Regions from separate parts of the Pan troglodytes genome. Here region 2 is linked to region 1. A link is a contact called in public Hi-C data. All regions are on one chromosome and are shown on one strand. Each heading gives the region's core, a stretch centred on a gene start, on an enhancer-like site or on the middle of the called end of the contact. The rest is flanking DNA. Distances are from core to core; before and after follow the strand shown.

Evidence for each region. A called contact is a pair of places that touch in the nucleus more often than the background predicts.
Region 2: a Hi-C map of induced pluripotent stem cells shows a contact between it and region 1, with 6 times the contacts expected there. The contact joins two enhancer-like sites. A contact is called at or near these places in 3 of 7 Hi-C or Micro-C datasets (blood and induced pluripotent stem cells).

Annotation. Positions count from the first base shown.
Region 1 is chr10:42,991,930-42,996,671 of NHGRI_mPanTro3-v2.0_pri, reverse strand. No RefSeq gene overlaps it. Among named protein-coding and RNA genes, the nearest start is that of KRT8, 26 kb to the right of the region's middle. Within about 2 kb of position 3,216, at least 6 of the 24 cell types and tissues checked have an H3K27ac peak or open chromatin away from gene starts, as enhancers often do. A contact at or near this core is called in induced pluripotent stem cells, where this site is marked.
Region 2 is chr10:43,728,002-43,733,260 of NHGRI_mPanTro3-v2.0_pri, reverse strand. No RefSeq gene overlaps it. Among named protein-coding and RNA genes, the nearest start is that of KRT80, 55 kb to the right of the region's middle. Within about 2 kb of position 3,105, at least 2 of the 24 cell types and tissues checked have an H3K27ac peak or open chromatin away from gene starts, as enhancers often do. A contact at or near this core is called in induced pluripotent stem cells, where this site is marked.

The sequences.
Region 1 (4,742 bases), core at 1,967-4,466:
AGCACGCACCACTGCCCCTCAACCTTCCATCTTGGCACAAACAAGGCCTGGGCTTGCTCCATCAGCTCCATCTCCTCCATGCCTGAGACAGGCCCTGCCCAACCTGCCCCAGCCTGCTTGAGTGGGGCCCCTCCTGCTCCCAGCACCAGCTGCCAACCCAGCTCAGCACAGGGCAAGCTGCCCACTGCTCGGGCACGTCGCTGCCCCACCCCCTCCTCCTTAGGCCTGCCATCTCAGCATCTGGGCCTCAGCCTAGGCCGCACCTAGCCCATTTCTGCAGATGAGTGGGTAGGCAGGGTGCTTGATCCCCACAGCTGGAGGTGAGGAAAGGGACCAGGCAGTTAAGACCCCACGAGGAAGGGGCAGCCTGGCTCAGAGCCTCTCACCTCCAACCCTGTGCCTTCTTTTTCATTTTTGTTTTATTTATTATTTACCTATTCTGAGACAGGGTCTCACTCTGTTGACCAGGCTGAAGTGCAGTTGTGCGATAGCTGCCTGCAGCCCTGAACTCCTGAGCTGCAGCAATCCTCCTGCCTTAGCCTCTCAAGTAAGCTAGGACTATAGGCACATGCCATCATGCCCGACTAATTTTTTAATTTTTAATTTTTCATAGAGACAGGGTCTCACTGTGTTGCCCAGGCTGATCTCAAACTCCTGGCCTCAAGCAATTCTCCCATCTCTCAAAGTATTGGGATCATAGGCATGAGCCATCGCACCCAGCCCTTCTCCTTTTCAGATGGACCCCTCCTCACCACCATTGGGTCCCCACAGGTAACTTCTTGGTTGCAGTCAGCAAACACATCTAGAACTACAGTTCCACTGTAAACAAGGTATTCTGTCCACACTGCCCCTAACCAACAAACACATCTACACACACACACAGACACACACACACACACACACAGGCTTTCAAGCACACACACCACCACTGGAACAGATACCTAACCAGCACTCCCTGTCACAGGCCCACAGCACACAGCCCTGCACGTGCAACTCAATCATATATACTCTCAGCACACCACACGGTGTCCCAAACCCCCATCTCACACATAGTTTCATGCATAGTCCCCATAAAATATGCACAGCTGGACACAGCGTCTCTATGCATGTCTCAACACACAGACTTGCACAGTGTCAGGAGGCTCTTATCATTGTCCCAAACACAGTCATGCCAGCTCTGCACTGGGATAGCTGGTTCTGGGGGACAGGTCTTTGCACACTGCCCACCCATTGGCTTTGCAGTTCCAGGACATTGGAGTAGCCTTCGTTTTATCCCTGCTGCCCCTACTCAAGAGCCATGATAAGCCTGGCTGGGGCAAGGAGCTGCAAAATGTCACTGCCAAAGCCATGCCCTCTCACAGACCAGCCCCTCAGGCATGGGGAAAAAAGCAGAAATAAGCCAATGGCTGGTAAGAGCTCAAAACCGTAGAAGCCCTATGGCACCTGAGGTGGACCTGGGAAGAGGACACATAAACCCTTGAGCCTGCTGGCCCAGGAGGGAGCTGTGCAAGGGCCGGGCAGACCCAGGAGGGAGCTGTTCAAGGGTCCCGCAGACCCAGGTGCTGGAGTAGTAGGGGCAATGACAGTGGCAGGAAAGTCGTCAGAGATAGGGCCTGAGGTTAAAAAGCAGTAACACCCCTAGAGCAACTCAGGGCAGGCCAGGCCCTTGGAGGGCGCCAGACTCTCCTCCCTGTGCCCTTCCCCCTCCGCCTTTCAGGTTAGGAGTCAGGCAGCAGGTGTTCAAAATGCTCCCACTAGCCTGGGCGACGTGGTCAGAACTTGTCTGTACAAAAAATAAATAAAAATTAGCCAGGCATGGTGGCACACATCTGTGGTCCCAGCTACTCAGGAGGCTGAAGTGGGAGGATCACTTGAGCTTGGGAAGTTGAAGCTGCAGCTGCAGTGAGCCTTGGTCACACCACTGCACTCCAGCCTGGACAACAGAACGAGACCCTGTCTGGGAAAAAAAAAATGCAGCTTTCACTGGGACTCCTGGGGGCTGACTCTGCTCTGCTTCCTGACATGAGTGCTGGTAGCATGATCTGTTCAGTTTGTGAAACTTCATCACACTGTAGACTTATGACTTGAGTACTTCTCTCTATGTATGTTACACTTCCATGAAAATTGTTTTTGTTTTAAATAAATCTCCCCGTGTGTATGAAGCTCCACATCTTTCTGGGTTGGTGTGCACATGTCTGTCTGTGCCTGTCTGTACCTGTCTGCGCCTATGCACATACAATCTCCCATAGGAATTATTCCTTGTCTCTGGTGCCTGAGGCCCTCCATATGTGCACCTGACAGTACACACACGCGCACACGCATGCACACACCCACAGCCCCCTGCCTGCGTGTCTTCCCTCCATGATGGCAAGGCTGCCGCTGCAGAGGGTGGGGAGGGAATGTAGTAAGGCCTTTCTTTCATTTAGCAGCAGATATTTACAACCATCTGCTCTGTGCCAGGCACGGGGATACAGATGCATTCCAGTCAGACTGGGCCCTGGCCAAGCTCACCGTCTGCTGGGGAGGCTGTGGTGTGGTGAGAAGGGCCCTGTAGGGTAGCACAGGGTAGGGGGAGCCCAGCCTCGGAGGGGCAAGGACGGCTTCCAGAGGAGGAAATCCTAACTAAATTGGGAAGATGAAAGGCTCACAAGTGGATGGGTCAGCCATAGGAGGTGCATTGCAGGCAGGGGGACAGCAGGCACAGGGGCTAAGGGTGTGAGGGGGTGCGACTTCCTCAGGGAACCCCCAGGGGATTCAGCTGCCTGAGTGGAAGGCCACGGCAGAGGTGACTTCAGCGGGGTCAGGCGGGCCTGGAGTGCCAAGCTCAGGGGCTTGTGTGTCTCCAAGGAAGGGTTTGGGCCAGGCTGGGACATGATTGGGATCAACTGGAAGGAGTGCTGTGGAGGAAGGCGCACTGAACTGAGAGTGAGGACACGGAAGTTCTCACCCTGGCTCTGCCCGATGCTACCCAACTCCCCTCTCTGAGCCTCCAAAACGACAGCGTGCTGCACCTCGGAGCCGCTGGCTCACAGGCGGCTGCTTTCTCCTGGGGCCTGTCTGCTGCCGGTTTGCCTGTCCTCCTGGGTCCTGCCCACGCGCTTCTGCCCCCAGGCCCGTGCAGGCGTGGACCTCCCGCGAGGGCCTCAGCAGTCTCCAGGACAGAGAGTGGAACCCGCCACCTGCTGGAAAGGCCGGAGCCGGCGCAGAGCTAGCGCGGGGCAATGTGGCGCCCTCTGCGGGGAGCCCCTGCTGCCTCGCGCCGGCACTCAAACCTCCAGTACACAGTGCAGTGGAGGGCACACCAGCAGCAGCACGCCTGTCTCACCCTGCTCCTCAGTGCCCTCCGCCCTCAGCTCCCCCCACCCACCCCCCACCATGGCCCCTGCGTTGCCAAGGGCACAGGGCATAGGAGGACGTGGACTGATCCACCCCAAGCTCCGCTCACCAAGTCATGCCCTAGCCTACATTTCCCATGAGGATGGGAGCTTCCTCTGATTTGCACAAAGCCACCCTGTCGGTTAGTGGCGGCCTGCAACCCAACAACCTCCCAAGTCAGCCTCCTGGGATAGGGAGGATGTAGTCAGGGGGTGGGAGGGTGTGCAGGCTTGGCTTCCAGAAGCCGGGAGAGCAGTTTCTTTCCCTGCTCCTCTGCTGCCTCCTAGTGGATGTCTGATGTCTCTCCGTTTTGCACAAATCCATCCCGCTTCGGTCAATCCTAGCCCTCTTGGTGCCCATTCTTCAGAAGTTCAAGCAGGCTGACAGCAGGCTGCAGGGAAAGAGGATAATCTACGGCTGCCCACGCTTCTCTGTGTCCCTTGGGTCCCCAGCACAGCACTGTCCCCCAGTGCCAATACTGGATTCTCAAAGTCTAGAAATGAAGGCAGAAGCTGGTGTTGGAGATTTTGCCCCTTTAATCAGCTCCACCTCAATCCCCTCTGCGCTGGCTCAGGTTCTTATGCTGCAGGAATCAAGGCGAGCCTTGCCTCTCTAGCCTCGGTCTCTCTGCTGTGTTTCCTGTGGCTTGTTTGATTTTGTTCAGGACAGGTTGTTTTGTTTTGTTTTGTTTTGTGTGTTTTGGGTTTGTTTGTTTTTGTTTGTTTTGTTTTTTGGCTTTTTGTTTGTCTGTTTCGAGCCAAGGTCTAGCTCTGTCACCCAGAATGGAGTGCACTGGCACGATCTCTGCTCAGTGCAAACTTTGGCATACCCCCCCAACCCCCGCCCCCAGTCAAGTGATCCCAAGTAGCTGGGACCACAGGCATGCACCACCACCCCCGGGCGTGTGTGTGTGTGTGTGTGTGTGTCTCAGGGTCTCACTCTGTCACCCAGGCTGGAGTGCCATGGCGTGATCTGGGCTTACTGCAACCTCTGCCTCCCAGCTTCAAGCGATTCTCCTGCCTCAGCCTCCTGAGTATCTGGGATTACAGGTGTGTGCCACCACACCCAGCTAATTTTTTGTGTTTCTGGTAAAGACAGGGTTTCACCATGTCAGCCGAGCTGATCTCAAACTCCTGACCTCAAGTGATCTGCCCGCCTCGGCCTCCCAAAGTGCTAGGATTAAAGACATGAGCCACTGCGCCCGGCCCCAGCAATTTTTTTTTCCTTTGGTAGAGATGGGGTCTAGCCATGTTGCCCAGGCTGGTCTCAAATGCCTGAGCTCACGCAATCTGCCTGCCTCTGCCTCTCAAAATGCTGGGATTACAGGCATGAGCCACTGCACCCCCAGCCATTTTTTCTTTTGTTTT
Region 2 (5,259 bases), core at 1,856-4,355, 740 kb before region 1:
GCTGTTCAAGAATGGAAGGGGCTTCCTGGTGAGGAAGTAACTTACTGGGCACTGGCAGTGCACAAGCAGAGTGCACTTGCCACACAGGATGCTGCAGAGGAGACCCTGGTTTCAGGCTGGACTGAGCAGTGCTGTCCTATCTGGAGTTCCCCTCTGTGAGTGAAATGCTAATTCACTATTGCAGGAGCTGTCATGCTTCCTGAGGTTGTGAGAGAGATGGGAAGGGGTGGGAAGATCTGAGGGAATCAGGAGGAGAAGGTGCCCTGATTCCAGAGAGCAGGAGAAGGTAAGAGGCAGCTCTAGGCCTTTATCCTCCCTGTCAATATGTAGGAATGGTCGGGCTTCAATATTGGGTGGGGTGTAGGTGTCTGCGGGTGGGCCCTTGACTTTGGCAGGGCCTTTGGTCAGCTTCTGGGTGAAAGCTGCCATCCGTGGGCCCCTCGTCTCCCCATCATTCACCCTGCTCACTCTGTTTTCTTCTGATGGTCTCTGGATTCGTTTGAATGGCTCCTCTGCCCTCGTGGTTGCCCAGACCAGACGCTTGGCCATCCCCTCCAATGCCTCCACTCCTCCTCCCCACCCCAGTCCAACAGGCCTACTGGGAGACAGAAAAGTGATTTCAAGAAAGTGTTAAGGTGATCTACAGGCCTCTGCCCTTGCCCCTGCAGCAGGGGTCCTGCTGAATCCTTAATCAGGTCATGTCACTTTGCTATGTGCCCCACTATGCTATGATGTGCATCTTCTGGTCTCAGCAAAGGAAAGCCAGGTCTTAATGTGAGCCTCTCAGGCTCTCAGCCCCCATCTCCCACAATGCTCTCTCCATCCATCACCCCTCCCACCCTCAACCACATGGCTGGCTCTCCCGCCTCCTTCAGGTCTTCAGAGACATTACCTTCTAGTGAAGCCTTCCCTGACCACACTATTTAAATGTATGATCCCTCCTCCTGCCCCTCCATTCCCCTCTCCTGCGTTATTTCTCTCCATAGCCGCTGCCGCCTAACATACTGTCTTTAAGACTGGCTGCATAACTTGTAGTCTCAATGCAAAATGAAAATGTGGGGACTTTCATTTAAAAATTATTAAGAACTCCCAGGCAGCAGAGCGGGACCCTGGGTGGCTGCCTGGGCTGCATGCCCACATAGCGGCCCTCACAGTGTTCTTTTATTTTATGGTCCTTCTTCCTCACCCAGGACGTAAGCCCTACTAGAGGAGGGATCTGGGCTTTGTCCACAGTAGTATTTTAGGATCTGCAGCATCTATCTAGAATGAAGATGCTTTCTCACTTTTCTTAAAGTGAGAAAGGAAAGAGTCACATTAGAGGTCAGCACAGAGAAGGAGCACCTCACTCAGCCAGAGGGCGTGGGGAAAGGCTTCAGTGAGGACGCACGAGGCAGCCGGGTCTGGAAAGGTGGGCGCAGGGCTGGGGGAAGCCGGTTGGGGCCTAGGCAGCCTGTGGGCATGAGTGCAAGCATAGGGGTAAGAGAGTGCAGATCCCCGGGCTCTGCGGCTTCTCCATGGAGCAGTGCTGGGGATTCAGGCGTTACCCTGAAGGGTTGGGGTTGCATGTGCCTTGGTTCCAATCTACCTGTGTGACCTCAGTAGATGACTTAACCTCTCTGACCTTCAGTCTCCTCCTCAGTTGTCCTTATTATAGGGATAATATAGGGAATGGCATAGTCTAGAGCATATAGTAAAGTGTTGGGTACAGTAATGATAATATCTGGTGTATTTGGTGCGTTTGGTGTCTGGACTGGTGGAAGAGGCTGGAGGTCTGTGTAGCAGGTGTTTGGGGAGTAAGGGGGCTGGGAGACAGTGGATAGGGTAGGCTCAGTGTCAGCCCTGCTTGCTTGAAGGGCTGCCAAGAGGGAACCCTTAGAGGTTAAGGAGATTAGGACCAGGGAATGAGGGAGACTTGTTTTTGAAGGCCTCTAAGATTCTGGCCTAAACAGTGTGGCCTCAGGGCCTGGGGCATGGTGTTTAGAGAGGGAAGAGTCGCTCCCCATCCCTCCTCCTCAGCATCCGGTCACAGACAACTGAGGCTTTGAGGGCTGAGGACTGAGCTGGCCATGGGTGGAGGATGGGTGCTCTCCAGAGCAGAGTTCTCATGCCACGGAGGCAGCGGTGTCTTCGCAGGGAAGCAGAGCACAGCCAGTGCAGGCTTGCTCCTGCTTATAGGGCAGTATTCCTGGGGCCCCGAAATTAACTGGAGGACTTTCTGAGGGACTACCTGAGGCCCTGCAGCATGCTGCTGAGGGCCAGGAGCCTCTCTGACTTGGGCATTGATGTCAAAGTGACCCCATGTTCACTCAGGCTGGTGACCTCCTTAGCAAAGTGCCTAGCACATAGTAAGTGCTCAATTAATGGGAGTTGATAGAACCTGTGTCCTCAGTGTGTGTCCTCAGGAGGGCTCTGCAGGGCACTGAGGCCTGGTGGAGAGAGGGTGGGCGGGTAATGACAAGCACAAGGGCAGGAAGGGACCTTAGCAGAGGCTTATCTGCACTAAGCCCATTTTGAGAAGAGAAGACTTGCACGAGCATGGGGCAGAGGCCAGACAGGGGGACAGTGGGCCATAAGGAATCTCCCCGCTTCCCTGCCATGTCCCTTGACTAGCCAGAGCTTCAGACGTGAGTGTCCCCCTCCTGCTGGCCTCCACCAGGACGCTGCTCAGGTCCCTCAGACCCAACATGTCTGAGATGAGCTCTTCAGCTGCCTTCCCAGCCCCTTGGTCTCCCCAGCCAGCCAGTCCCAGAAACCTGAGAGTCGCATGAGATCCTTTCTTCATCTCCAGCCCCTGGCCCCTCCATCACTGAGCCCGAGGCAACATCTACACTTTGGCCACGCTGCCTGCCTCTGGCCACTGTGTTTTTGCTAGCGTGGTGCCAGGCCTGACCTCCTCTCTTCTCTTCCCCTGGGTCATGCCCTCTAATTTGGGCCTGGGTGCTCAGTAAGTTCTAGAAGCAGTGGGTGGCCAGGGGGTCTGGGGCACGGAGGACTCTTTTTTTCTGGTCTGGGGCCTGGATTGGGTCCTTGTCCCCTATGTGTCCCACACCTGTCAGCTGGGGGCGCTCCTGCCCCACGGAACCCCAGCATCCTGGCTCCAAGTGGGGGTGGGGAGCCTCTGGAGCCTCTCCCGGCAGCTGGGCCTGCTTGGCCTGCCCGGCAGGTCTGGGTGTGGGTGGAGGAGGCCAGGAGAGGGGTTGGGGAGGAGCACGTCTGTGTGTGGGTGCAGGCCTCGGGGTGTGGGGGTACAGGAGCTGGGTGGGTGTGTGCATGCAGCTTAGCTGTGTGTGTGTGTGTGTGTGTGTGTGTGTGTGTGTGTGGTGTGGGCAGAGTTCATGGTGTGGGTTCTGTGGAGCCTGGGGACCTCACGGTAGGATTCCTTGGACATAGGTGAAAGGCTGGGCCTGGCCCCGTTTGCCCTCCAGCTCCTTCCCCAGGGCTCCCCACCTCATCACCCACTCGAGGCAGATCTTCAGCAGGCTCCTTTGGAGGGCGAGCTTTGAGGTGTAATCCCCACTCTTCACCTTGGTCCATCCCTAAAATGGTTGTAGCCTCAGTGTCCTTGTAAGTACAATGGGGAGAAGGACACCAATGTTGCAGGACTGTTGAAGGGACAGTGGGAAGCACCTAGGGCCTGGCCTCCACACAGTAGCAGGAGGGATGGAGGTGTCACAGCTGTGCCAGGCAGCAAGAGCTGCGCCTAGAGAGGCTGTGCCCTCAGGAAGCTGGAGGGCTGGAGGGTGGCAGAGGCCCACCACAAAGCTGTGGGGCAGGGGCGGGGAAAGGCCATCAGACCACAAAGCACAGTGGTCCGGGCTCAGAGAGGGGACGCTCCCCTTGTAGGAAAGACAAGATTTCACCAGGGAGTGCACTCCAGGCCGTGGGCGGCCTAGCAAAACCAGGGAGGTGGAAGCTGTGGGGCCTCCGGACAGCAATAGCGGTCTGGTGTGTTGAGGCTCCGTGGGGGTCAGGCTGCTGGGTGGGATGGCTGAGTGTTGCGGCCTTGACCGTTAGTGAAGAGCCCGTAGTGGAGGGCGGGGCCTCAGGTAGGGAGACCAGCTGGGGTGGGGCTAGGGGCCCGAGTGGTCAGCAGGCAAGAGGGGCCGGGGCCTGGGCCTGGATGGCAGCTGGAGGGGAGAGGTTCACTGGGAGGAGAATCTCCTTTTCCTCTTGGACTGCATCGTAGGGAATCGAGGTTAGATGACTAGAAGAACTTCCTGGCGCACATCTGGGGACGCCCTGGCCCAGAGGCCTGGCCTTTACCCATCCCTGGATCCCCTGCCTCTCCCCAGCTCCCACTGTCCTCAGACACCCCTTGCCCCTGTCTGGGATTCTGGGGGTGAGCCCCGGCCTGGCCGAGGCCTGCTGCAGGGTGAGAGTTATGTTCCAGCTCCATTGAGTGATAAGTGCCACACTGCGACCTCTCTGGGTCTTCCCTGCCCACTATGGTGGGGGCGTGGGGCCCCTGCTCCATGGGCTGGGGCTTCTGACAGGACAGTGGCAGGCCAAGGGAAGGACCTACCAAGCCCACCTTGGCTTGAAGGCTGAGGGGGTGAGAGAGGGCTGGGTGGGCCTGGTGAGTCTGGGGCACCTGAAGCATTGTGGCAGTGACTGCAGCAGGAGGACTTCAGGCTGAGGCTGAGGGAGGAGTCCCAGCAGCTTCCTGGGAAGCAGAGGAGGGTGCTGAGCTCAGCTTGTGTGTCCCTGAGTGGCAGGCCTGGGCTTTCTGGGAATGCAGCCTGGGCCTGAGGGCAGGCGAGGGAGGCCAGCCAGGGGTCCTGCACCACCGCCCCCACCCACTGCCGGCCCCAGTCTGGCTAGGAGAGTGGGGGGTCTCCAATTCAGCCTGCTGGGCCTTTAGAGTAGGGCAGGGACTGGGGTGCTCTGGGGGCGGGGCAGGATCGAGGGGTGCGGGGTGAGGGGGAAGATGAGTCCCCTGGGCGTATTGGAACCCATGCCAGGGGCCTGGGTTTGACTCCCTCCCCTAAGGTGCGCATTCCCAGGGCCTGGGGGAGAGGAGTGGGCTTGGGGCTGTGTGCAGTGGGGCCCTGAGCTGGGAAGGCACAGAAGTGCCTGCTCTGACCCATCCCCCACCTCTGCAGGGCAGGCAGGCTGGGGCCTGAGTCTGAATGACCCCCTACAAGTCTTGTCATAAAGCCACTGGTGCTGGGAGGGCGTCTGCTGTTCTTAGTGGGGGACACGTCATGTCCCCAGCCCCTGTCCCTCTGTGTCAGCTCCCAGCCTGGGCGTGCACAGTCG